Regions from separate parts of the Mus musculus genome. Here region 2 is linked to region 1. Evidence: chromatin contacts called from public ChIA-PET data. All regions are on one chromosome and are shown on one strand. Each heading gives the region's core, a stretch centred on a gene start, on an enhancer-like site or on the middle of the called end of the contact. The rest is flanking DNA. Distances are from core to core; before and after follow the strand shown. Region 1 holds the start of Hoxc4 (homeobox C4). Region 2 has its middle 9.5 kb from the start of Gm30528.

What was found. ChIA-PET counts read pairs in DNA pulled down with a chosen protein or histone mark.
Region 2: a contact with region 1 is called in an SMC1A ChIA-PET map of the G1E-ER4 cell line, with 15 read pairs. The contact joins the enhancer-like site here to the promoter of Hoxc4 in region 1. A contact is called at or near these places in 1 of 39 promoter capture datasets (embryonic stem cells), 1 of 15 datasets of contacts at CTCF or cohesin (the G1E-ER4 cell line), 17 of 484 Hi-C or Micro-C datasets (B cells, the G1E-ER4 cell line, LSK cells and 9 more), 7 of 115 datasets of contacts at active chromatin or transcription factors (embryonic stem cells, fibro-adipogenic progenitors, neural tube and 1 more) and 3 of 9 other capture datasets (adipose tissue, liver and pancreatic islet).

What each region holds. Positions count from the first base shown.
Region 1 is chr15:103,032,423-103,037,716 of GRCm38.p6, reverse strand. Hoxc4 (homeobox C4) reads right to left here and starts at 3,322. Exons shown (of 2, transcript NM_013553.2): 1 at 2,556-3,322; 2 at 865-2,080. The coding sequence starts at 2,994. The coding sequence ends at 1,725. The region is part of intron 2 of Gm30528 (a long non-coding RNA gene); the gene reads left to right.
Region 2 is chr15:103,067,377-103,072,670 of GRCm38.p6, reverse strand. No RefSeq gene overlaps it. Among named protein-coding and RNA genes, the nearest start is that of Gm30528, 9.5 kb to the right of the region's middle. Within about 2 kb of position 3,335, at least 47 of the 459 cell types and tissues checked have an H3K27ac peak or open chromatin away from gene starts, as enhancers often do. A contact at or near this core is called in the G1E-ER4 cell line, the N1E-115 cell line, adipose tissue and 2 more, where this site is marked.

The DNA.
Region 1 (5,294 bases), core at 2,073-4,572:
TGGGTTGAATTCATCTTTAGTTTTGTCTTTGATTTTTGTTTTTGTTTTATTGTTGTTGTTGTTTTCTGGTGATACACCTTCCCATCCTCGAGAAAACTATGTATCTCAGAACCACAGAGCCTTGCTCAGTATGTCCCCCAAGCTCTGCCAAGACATAGGAGATTATAGGAAGAGCATCATAGTCCTTGAATCTCTAACATTTTTTTCCTTAACACCTGGCAGATGATGATCAAAAGTTCCAGAAAAAAACATAAAAGTCCTTTTGCCAGCTACTCCAGGCATCAGTCTCTGAGGCCTATCCATGCAAGAGACCTTACAGGCAGGCCTCTGGTCTCCACCTTACCTTTTCCCCCAAGGCTAAGCAAACAAATATGCCATCCTGGCAGCTTCAGAATCACCAGCTCTAAACCCTTTATCCCTACAGGAAAGCCCAAATGGAGAAGGGACATCTTCCTTAAGGTCTTACTCCAAGAAGTCCTGAAGAGGAAAACTTTTTTCCTTCCCTTTCCCTAAACTTGCTTTCTAGTCTGCAGATTTGGCAGGTCTAAAGGACAGAGAAGGTGGGATATGTAAAAGAAGGGACTGAGTCTGACTTAGGAAAAGTGAGGGCCCCCACCCCACATTCAGCTTCACGGTAAGGACCCCCAGGTCTGACCTCCCTGAGAAGTCAGAGGTGAGACATTTGTATGCTCTACAGTCTGCCACATCCCTTACCCCAGACTCCCTTTCATTAGCACTGAACACCTGAAGTCAAGTGTCAACCTTTGTGTGTTTGTTCAGTGTAAACTTAGGCAACTATAGAGAAGGTGAGGTGTCACCAGACCAGGAGGAGGGGGATTAAAAAGAAACCATCAGACATTGACGTAAAACTAATTCACAGCCACTGGTTTATTATTGATCACGGGGCATTTCACATCAACACTAAAATTCTTTATTGCAAGTTTTACAATAATCAAGTAAATTCAGTCCAAAAAACACAATAACCACGATGAGGGTAGGGGGAGCATCTACCTACAGACTGCCTCTCTGAACTGAAAGTTCATTTTTATTTTCTTTTGGCTCCTCAAACTGAACAGCTCCCAGAGGCTCTCCAGATGCATTTAGCTTTGTTTGCTGTCCTCCCCCCTCCTTCCACCCCCCCACAAGAATACAAAAGAACTTCATAGCTTTGTTCTCCTTAAAATGACTTCCCCCCTCACTAACCTCCCCTGGTGCATTTTCAATGCAAAAGGCCTAAGGAAAGAGATGGGGGGAAAGGAGGAGGAGAGAGGATGAGACTCCACTTACAAATCTCCCTTTCCTTTTTCTTTTCCTCATTTCCCCTGAAATTCACCCAAACCAGACCATCACACCTTGCAATATATAATTTTTGCAGCTTTTTTTCTTAAAAAATAAATACCCCCCCCAATGGCCTTAAAAGCAAAGCAAAGCAAAACAAAACAAAACAAAAAACCCAAAACAAAACAACAACAACAAAAACCCAGCAGGTACCATGCTAAGACAACACCACATGCTTAAAGGGGTCTTTAACAGCAAGGGAAAAGGGCAAGGGGCTTGTTTGTTTATCTGTTTTGTCTGTTTGGAACTGACAAGGGAGGAGGCAAGAGGAAGAGAGAGAAAAGAACCAAAATATATATATATATATTAAATTCTATAAATAAGAGTCAATTTGTGTGTGAGGGGGGCACGGAGCACAGGGTGGGGGCAGGGGTGTAAGTTATGTCTTATAACCTGGTGATGTCCTCTGCCCGTTGCTGCTCCGGCGGCGTGGCGCTCTGGGAGTGGTCTTCAGAAGTGCCGGGGGTGGCTGCCGAGAGGGTGCTGGGCGCAGCGCCGGCCGGGGGCGCTGACCTCACTTTGGTGTTGGGGAGTCGGTGGTCCTTCTTCCATTTCATACGACGGTTTTGGAACCAGATTTTGATCTGCCTCTCAGAGAGGCACAGCGAGTGGGCGATCTCGATCCTTCTCCTTCGGGTCAGGTAGCGGTTGTAATGAAACTCTTTCTCTAATTCCAGGACCTGCTGCCGGGTGTAGGCTGTCCTCGAGCGCTTGGGCTCCCCTCCGTTATAATTGGGGTTCACTGGGGAAGGGGGAGGGGAAGCAAATAGTGGGGTTCAGAGGCAGCAGGCTCCCTGCCCCCACCCTCACCCCATCCTCAGCTTTGAGGAACAGGAGGGAGTGGTGGAAATAAAGTCATCAAGCTAAATGGGTTATAAAGAAGTTGAAGGAAGCTAGAGACTTTGTAGTGTAATAAGAGGGGAATCCTCATTGTAACGACACTGAATTATTTATGCGCCCTTAGAAAGCAAGCATAGTTTTCACACATACATAACAGATCGTAGCACATGGCTCGGACTGCCCAGAGTAGCTAAGCCATAAAATTTATGGGGGATGTAATTACCCATTCTCGCTCGTAAATCCAGTTCAATTGTGCTAACCCAGAGTCGCTCCTGGAGAGAGAGGGGGAAGGAGAGAAAGGAGGACGGGGCCAGAGGGGGCCAGGGAGGGTGGGGAGCGCCGGGAAAGGGAGGGGGGCAAAAAGCAAAGTTGCCTACCCGTGCTAACGTGAATTTTTTTCATCCAAGGGTAGACTATGGGTTGCTTGCTGGCGGCGCTGGAGGGATGGTCAGGGGCTGGCTGGCTGCAGGCTGGCGGGGCTGGGGACGGGGAGGCAGAGGTGCCTGAGAGAGGCGCCGGCTCGCAGAGCGGCTGCGATTTCTCAGGGTGGTGGTGGCCCGCCTGGGCCGGCCCGTGGGCTCGCGAATTGCCAGGCCCCTGGAGACTGGTGCAGCTATACTGACGCTCAGGGTAGCTAGGGCGCGGAGGCGGTGGTGGGTACAGCTCCTGGTGGTGATGCTGGAATCCCGATTCCCTGGTCCGGCCGTAATATTCCGGACTGTGTTCAGGGATGTAGCTATTTTGCGAATATTCTTCGCATGGAGGAAATTTCGGATCGATGTAGTTAGAGTCCATCAAATACGAGCTCATGATCATTAATTTCTGGAGTGGAAAATAATTTTTCTCGCTTTGTCGTTTTTCTGCTCCATAAAGCCCTCCTACTAGCTAGCGACCCTGTAAAGTTACTTTCACCATGTGACTCCGCCGGCCAATCACACCGAGCAACCCAGTCCCCGGATAAGGAACCGAATCGCTTTATTCAAAATGTATCCAATTTTTTGTGTATGTGGTGGTGGTGCTGCTGCTGCTGGGGGTGGGGGTGGGGGATGGCTGGCAGAAGCTGGGGTGCTCACCATTGCACACCCCACCAGACTGACAATCCTTCCTTGCTAAAGATGGGTGGCTCCCAGCTCGACTCCAATGTTTGGGCACTGGGGGCTGTCGGGAGGCTGTGATCTAGCCCCCGCCCAGAGTCTCCTCTCCGGCCTCCAGTGGGCCCCGTGGGCCTCAGCTCCAGTGCCTTTCCAGTGGTCTCCATTATGGCAATCGTGTTGCAGTCTGTGTAGGTCACAGGGCAGCGCCCCTCTTTCGCAGGAAGAGGAAGTTCAATGAGGGCTTCAGTGCAGGTTGGATGGGGAGGGGCCGAGGTTGAGCTTAGAAGGCTGGAGAGCCTGAACTGCCCTACCCCATTCACGGATCCTCAAGTCCATTTCCCCTATCCCATACACACTCACCCAACCCTCTTGGCCAAGGGGCCTTGGAGACAGGGTCCCAGCAGTACTAGGCAGGTTGAGGCAGCGGGATACAAATGATCCTGATGTCATTTCTGGAAGTCTAGGGCTTGAGCCCCCTCTGAAGAAAGACAGGAAGTGGTTGGCAAAAGCAGATTTCAGAAATCTTGACACCCCTGCTACCCACTGTCCTTCCCGGCCCAGGCCCCAGAGCCCAGAGCCCAGAGCAGAGATCTACTACTGATGACTCTTGTGTGACTCCTGCTCCCTGGCCTTCTGACTTCTCACAGCACCTGCCAGAATGGTGAAAGAGAGAGAGAGAGAGAGAGAGAGAGAGAGAGAGAGAGAGAGAGAGAGAGAAAGGAGAAGGAGAAAGAAGGAGGAGAAAGAAGGAGGAGGAGGAAGGAGGAGGAGGAGGAAGGAGGAGGAGGAGGAAGGAGAAGGAAGAAGAAGAAGAAGAAGAAGAAGAAGAAGAAGAAGAAGAAGAAGAAGAAGAAGAAGAAGAAGAAGAAGAAGAAGAAAAGATGAGACATTTGCCAGGAGTCAGTGCCCTGACCCAAGGCCCTGAGAGTTTTTCCTCCATGTCTTACCCTCAAGGGAAGCCTGTGTGGGCAGAGCCTGCTTGCTTCCAATCTGAGACTATATCCGTGTAACACGTGTGTTTACATGTAAACACATATTCCCAAGGGCCAGCTCCAGGCTGCCTTCCAAAAAGAAGAGGTGAGGTAACTACTCTTTGGAGGCAGGGCAGGGGTCTCTGGCCTATTCTTGCCCTGCTCCCTCCCTCTGTCACCCACACACACAGAATATCCTCACGGGAGGTGGCAGAGTCAGGGAAGAGAGATGGGGCAAGGAAGGACTATTTTTCCAGCCACTGGTTCCTTAGCTAAGGGTGGCCTCCTCGTCATCGGACTCCAATTAAGTGATCTTCTATAACTCAGAGTTGGGGGGGGGGGCAGCAGAGGGGAAAGCCCAGGGTGGGAGCCAGGTCTCCTTGTTGTACTTGATAACAATTATAGTTTAAAATCATAGCTTGCCGGGGCTCGGCTATATTTTACTTGATAACAATAAAAGTGACACATAAAGTTAACTGTTTATGTTTTATTTATTAGACTAAATCTGCCAGCGGTGGTAGGAGCGCTTGCCTCCTCGCTACAGCTTTTATAGGGCTGTAAAACGTCATAAATCAGTCTCGCGGAATCGCCCGCACTCTTTGTGTCGGCGGCACAGGGCTGGCGGCCGCTGGCTGCCTGCTCCCTCCTTTCCACGAAAAGTCGTAATGTGATTTTTTTCCCTCTGATTTTATTATTATGATCGCCGCCGTGATTAGTCAATCTACCTTTAATTCGCCGCCCTATGCTGCCTCCTCCCAGCACAGCCTGGTTGACACTTGAATAAGTACCTTTTAAAACAGCATAACAACTATTTGAGGGTTTAATTAGAACATCTGCAATTAAGGGAATGAGGAGGGGGAAGAGGGAGAGAAAAAAAAAAAAGCTCCGTGAGGGAGATACTGAAAAGAGAAGATTCCCAACATTCTTTTCACCACCTTTGGGATGTGGGAGAGGGTCCCCTCTTCCAAATTAGGGTTCACTTTGAGAGCTATAATGGGAAGGAACCACAGTAAAGTCAAAAGATGCAGATTGGGCCTGTGCCTCTGGCTGC
Region 2 (5,294 bases), core at 2,086-4,585, 35 kb before region 1:
CTGCCAACAATGTGACAGGTAGTGAAGAGTACCCTGGGGCCTGGCTCTGATCCACAGGACTTGGCTAAGTGTAAATCTCATCCAGGTAACACAGGGTCTCTGGGGAAAAAGATTTGGGTAGTCCAGTATGGAGAAGCCTGGATCTCAAGCATACACCCTAGCAAGGATTCTGGGCCCTCAAGTCAGGAACCGTGTTCTTTCTCCTGCCCTTCTTAAGATGGGGAGGCAATTTGGAAATTTTAGTTTAATGATACCCTACCCATCCACCTGTATTTACCACTGTCACCTCTACCCAAACATTAGAGCTCAGTGCAGCTTTTCAGTGACTTCAAGATTCAACTCAATAAAAAACTGTTTGGAGAGTTATCCAAGACAGTGGCCACGGTGGTTATGATGGAGAGAGGTCCTGGGCTGCCTTGAATCCTCACTTACTTGCCATTGTATAAATTTTAATAGTTTATTTTTAATTTATGTGCATTAGTGTTTTATCTGCAGGAATGTATGTATGTATGTATGTATGTATGTATGTATGTATGTATGTGTAAGGATGTCACACCCCCCTGGAACTGGAGGTACAGACAGTTGTGAGCTGCCATGTGGGTGCTAGGAATTGAACCCAGGTCCCATGGAAGAACAGCCAGTGCTCTTAAATGCTGAGCCCATGTTATAACTTTTGATGCCTTTTGAATTTTGAAACATGTTTGTATAGTTCCTATTCAAAAAATTATTAAAACCAGATAAAAGCAATGAGAAGAAAAGCAAAAGTGTGAATTTATACCTTATCCAGTCCCTTCTTTTCCCAGATCCCTAGAGGGGACAAGGGTGGTGGATATCACACAGCATTTAAGGTTGTCAAAGGTCTGGGGACTGGATATCTGGACCTCAGAGTTAGCTCTCTCTCTCTTTCTCTGTCTGATCTTCAGTGACCTGTCCTGCTCATTGACTTGCCCATGTTATTTGCAGAACTGTATATCTACTCTGGATTAATCTTCCATGACTGGTTTTTAAAGGCGTGCATCTTAAACCTCATTTTTCTCAGCAAGTTATCTCTTGAGCAACTCACTTCTGTACCACCCAGGTACAGAAGTGAGTTGCTCAAGAGATAACTTGATACAGGTCTGATAGTTTCTTCCTGTTGTCCTTGCCTTTTTCCCTTCTAACACCCTCTAGTCTCAAACTGCTCTTCCACGGAAACTTGGCCTGGCTCCAGACAAGACATGTGACCTTGAGTCAATCAGTTAACCTTTGTGTGTCTCTGTTCCCAGCCTCTCGTTGAGGATTCTGATCGTTCCTCTGGGGTTCTTTATTCATCCATTTGTACGAGCACATATTCTATGCCAGACACTGAGCATGGCACTGGACAGCACAGCAGACAATGTATGTGAAGTTAATCCAAAGACACAGAGTCATTGCCAAGGCCTCTTGCTGACACCTGCTCTGGATACAGTGTCAATAGTGGCACAAATGACCTACAAGACTGAATTACACTGATACTACTAGCTGAATCTTCAGTCTGGGGCTGTGGATGTATCCACATGCCAAACCCTCTCTCTGTACCTCTTTCTGGGAGCTGGGCTTGAACAGGCCATAGGAAACAAAGTTGCTCATGGCCTAAGCCTCCACCCCAGATCTCCCTGGAACTGATACAGAAACTAAGATGCTGGAGTTAGAAACTCACATTGTACCCCAGAAGAAAAGAACCTCCTATAGGACAACCATCCTGACTTGAGTAGCAAACACTTGTTTCAGAGAAGATAGAACTTCAGATTTCCTGGTGACAGGAATCCCTACCTGCCTGACTACCTAAGACAAAGTTAGCCACCTGGGTGAACAGGCACTGTAGAGAAAGTGGCTGTGTTTCATGGCAAGACCCTACATTAAGGTGGTAATGTTGGGCTATGGCGGAGGAAGGATTGGGTTTAGACAGAAGCAAGCACTTCTGACTGTCAGCGAGTGGTTGTGGAGGCCATCGGGAGCTGCTCAGGCACTGTGTTCCAGGAGGAAGGAGTAGTGATAAGATTATCTATGAATTGAAAAGGATTTGGGGACTCCATCATATTGTAAAGCCAGTGATGACTGAGGAGGAAGCCAGAGAGAAGCCAATCATCTACATGGACAGGGACCAAGTATCTGGAGCCCCCTGGCTGGCATAATGTCTCACACGGAGCTGTGTGGAGAGTCTCACTAAAGCCTTCCCTTGAGCCATGGTGAAAGCTCTAAGCTTTGGTGCCTGCTACTCATCAGGAACCAACCAAATATTTTGGTGAGTGGATGGATGTGGACAAATATTTACAAGCAGGTGTTATACTTATTCATCTGAGGGGTAAAATATAGCAGCATGCCAGGTATATGGCTGAACAAACCCCAGTTAGCAGGTTAGATGGAAGCGATCCTGGAAATAAGCTACGATTCTGAGCAATGGAATAGATCATGTGGTGGCTTGGGAGCATGTAGTTATAGGAGCTGCTTCAAAGCTACACAGAAAGTGGCTCCACACTGTGGGACTTGGATGCTCTTCTTCAACCTCCAGCTGTATTTCAACTCTCAGAACCAGCAGCTTCTGGGGAAGGGGGAACTGATCAGTCAGCCCCTGGACCCAGCCCAAAGCAGATACGTAAAACATAGTGGTTTGAAGAAACTTATGAGTCAGGGTCAAATGCTAACCCAGCCATCAGCTGGAGTGGGTCTGTAGGTGTGGAATGCACTTCCCTGGGTCTGATTCTTCATCTCTAAAACTAGGGGTGCCAGTGAATGGAGAAGAATTATCTGTAAGGTGTTTGCTGCCTATGACAATCTGGCTCAGGCTGACTTTCAACTCCTTATTTTCCTGCCTCAGCCTCCTGAGTGCCAGGGTTACTTGAGTACTTATCCATGCTGGGGAGACTATTTTCCAGCTCTTGAGAGTCTCTCTACCTTCTTCCCCCCCCAACCCCCCACTGCTATTGCTTTCAGCCTCTCCTCTGCCTCTCTGCCTCTCAGCCTCTCTGCCCCAAGAGGCTTTGGGGCTGTTTCTTCCCCTCTGCTCCAGTTGGTTTTCTTCCCAGAGCTCCCTGTTTTCTGAGCATTTTCCTTTCTCTCCTGAGCCTCTCCAGCACCGAGGATGTGGAGGCTGGGAACTGGGAGCTCTTGAGGACTTCTTTCTATGTTCCTGCAGCTTGCAGTGCCCGCCCCTGCCCAGTGCAACCGGCTCATAACCGTTGCGGCACTGTGCCCTGGGCAGGGCTAATGCGATCTGGAAAGACCCTGGCGGGCGGCGGGCAGTCTGGCCTGAGCGTCCTGGGCCGTGCTGATGGATGGTCCCCTGACAGTAATCGCAGAATGAGGACTTGCTGGCGACGCTCTCGCCCGAGGCCCCGCTGTTTGGCCAGCCCAGGAGTCCCTCCCTTGCCCCTCCTCCTAACTCCCAGGCGTTCTCAGATCTCTGGGTTTAGGAGTGCCTCCTGCTTCCAGGCTAGGTCAATCTAGCCCCTCCTTGCCCTCTCGCTCAAGATTCTGACCTCTGTTTTGTAATCTTCCTTGGATCCACTCATAATCTGTAATTCTGAACGAACTACTTAATCTTCCCCAACCTCAGTTTCCCCTTTTGCGCAATGAGAAATAGTGGTTATTTATAGCTTGAGTGGAGAATATTGAGAACACAGGAGAAAATGCTGAGAAAAATCGTCACTCTCCCTGAAGAATTGACTTTTATTTGTAGTTTACAGTGCTCAGAATAATCTGAGCTAAATATATGAGGACGAGTGGGTATTTACACAGTAGTTGCTTCTATGCATACATGCTCATCATACTTTTAGACTAAACAGATACACTAGAAAACAAGAGAGCAATATCGGTAGTGCTTCGACACCTCAGAGCAACACTGGGTACAGGTTTTCCTCAGTAGGACTCCTTATTTTATTGAGGCCCACCTACTAGACTCTCAGTCTGAACTCAGTGTTGAGACCCTCAGCATCCATAAGGCAAGGAGGAGCTAAAAAGGAGGATCCACTTTGGGGAGGTATTCTGGGATCATTCCCCAGCAACTGTCAAATTGCTTAGGTTTGAAGTTCTCCCATTCCTCCACCCCAGGGGAGCCCCCCTTGGGCACCACCCTTGGGGAGTGGAGAGACTGGGAGATCCAGACCAATTACACTTTGGAGAGCACACCAGACGCCTGCTCATTCTCTTTTAACCTTTCCCTCTCCTCAGAACCAAATTGAGTTAGTCTTGAGTTTTGATTTAATTCCCCAAATGGAGTCCTAATCTGCTTAGTGTCCTTTTTCCAAGTCATGGGTTTGAAGTGTGTGTGGTGAGGTAATGAAAGAGCAGCTCTGTGGCTTCTGCAAAATTCACACACTCATGTCCCAAATGCCAAAGAACAAGAGACACCGTGGCCCTGGGGGGAGGGGTGACGGTGACCTCAGCATGGCCCTGAGGTGGTGCTGGTAATAATAACCTCAGCAAATATTTATTGGGCAGGACTGAGCTGAACACTCTATATGCACTCTGCTCATTGAATTCTCACGAGTGCCTTCCAAGTCAGTGTCCCTCACATCCCCAATTTAGAGATGAAAAAAACTGAGGCTCAGACTGAGCCTTGAGCCTGAGGCTTCTTAGTTGTTACACTGTATCCCAGAGCTGTTTAGTAACTGACAGAACCTATGTTTGAAACTACAGTTAGATAGCAGATCTGTGTTCTTAACTACTTCATCCTGTGACCCTGGGCAAGACATATAGCTTCAAGGTGCTCAGTTCCTTCGCTTTCCAAACACTGATAATAACCAGAAAGAAGAAGAAGACACTCCCTGAATAGTGCTGTTGATAAGGTGAGATAAGACATTTACCAACCTGGCAGCATTCGATAGACTGTTACATAAGCATAGGTTGGGGGATGGGTGTCGAAGGAAGGATGCAATGCAACTAACGATGAACTGTTATCATTGATAATGAGAGCCCTACAAACTAAAAAACTGCTATGCCTGCTTAACAGATGAAGAAACTAGGTTTCAGGTGAATGAAGGCCTAAAGCCATTGTGTTAATGAATAGCAGAACAAAACTTGTCTCCAAACATGGGGCTCTTGAATTCCAAAGCTGCAGCTCCTAGTGCCCCCAGGGTCACCAGGCACTGGCCTCTCCTGGTGAGGTCAGGACAGAGGCCAGCAATCCCAAATCGCATCATCTACCACCTGTGACCTGATTTTCTCCAGGTGAGCAATGTTTTCCTAACAGGACAAGAGAAATCAATAAAGCTGCAAAACAGACAGTCCCCTCCCCGAGGCTGATACAGGGGATCCTCGGCAAGTCCTACCCACAC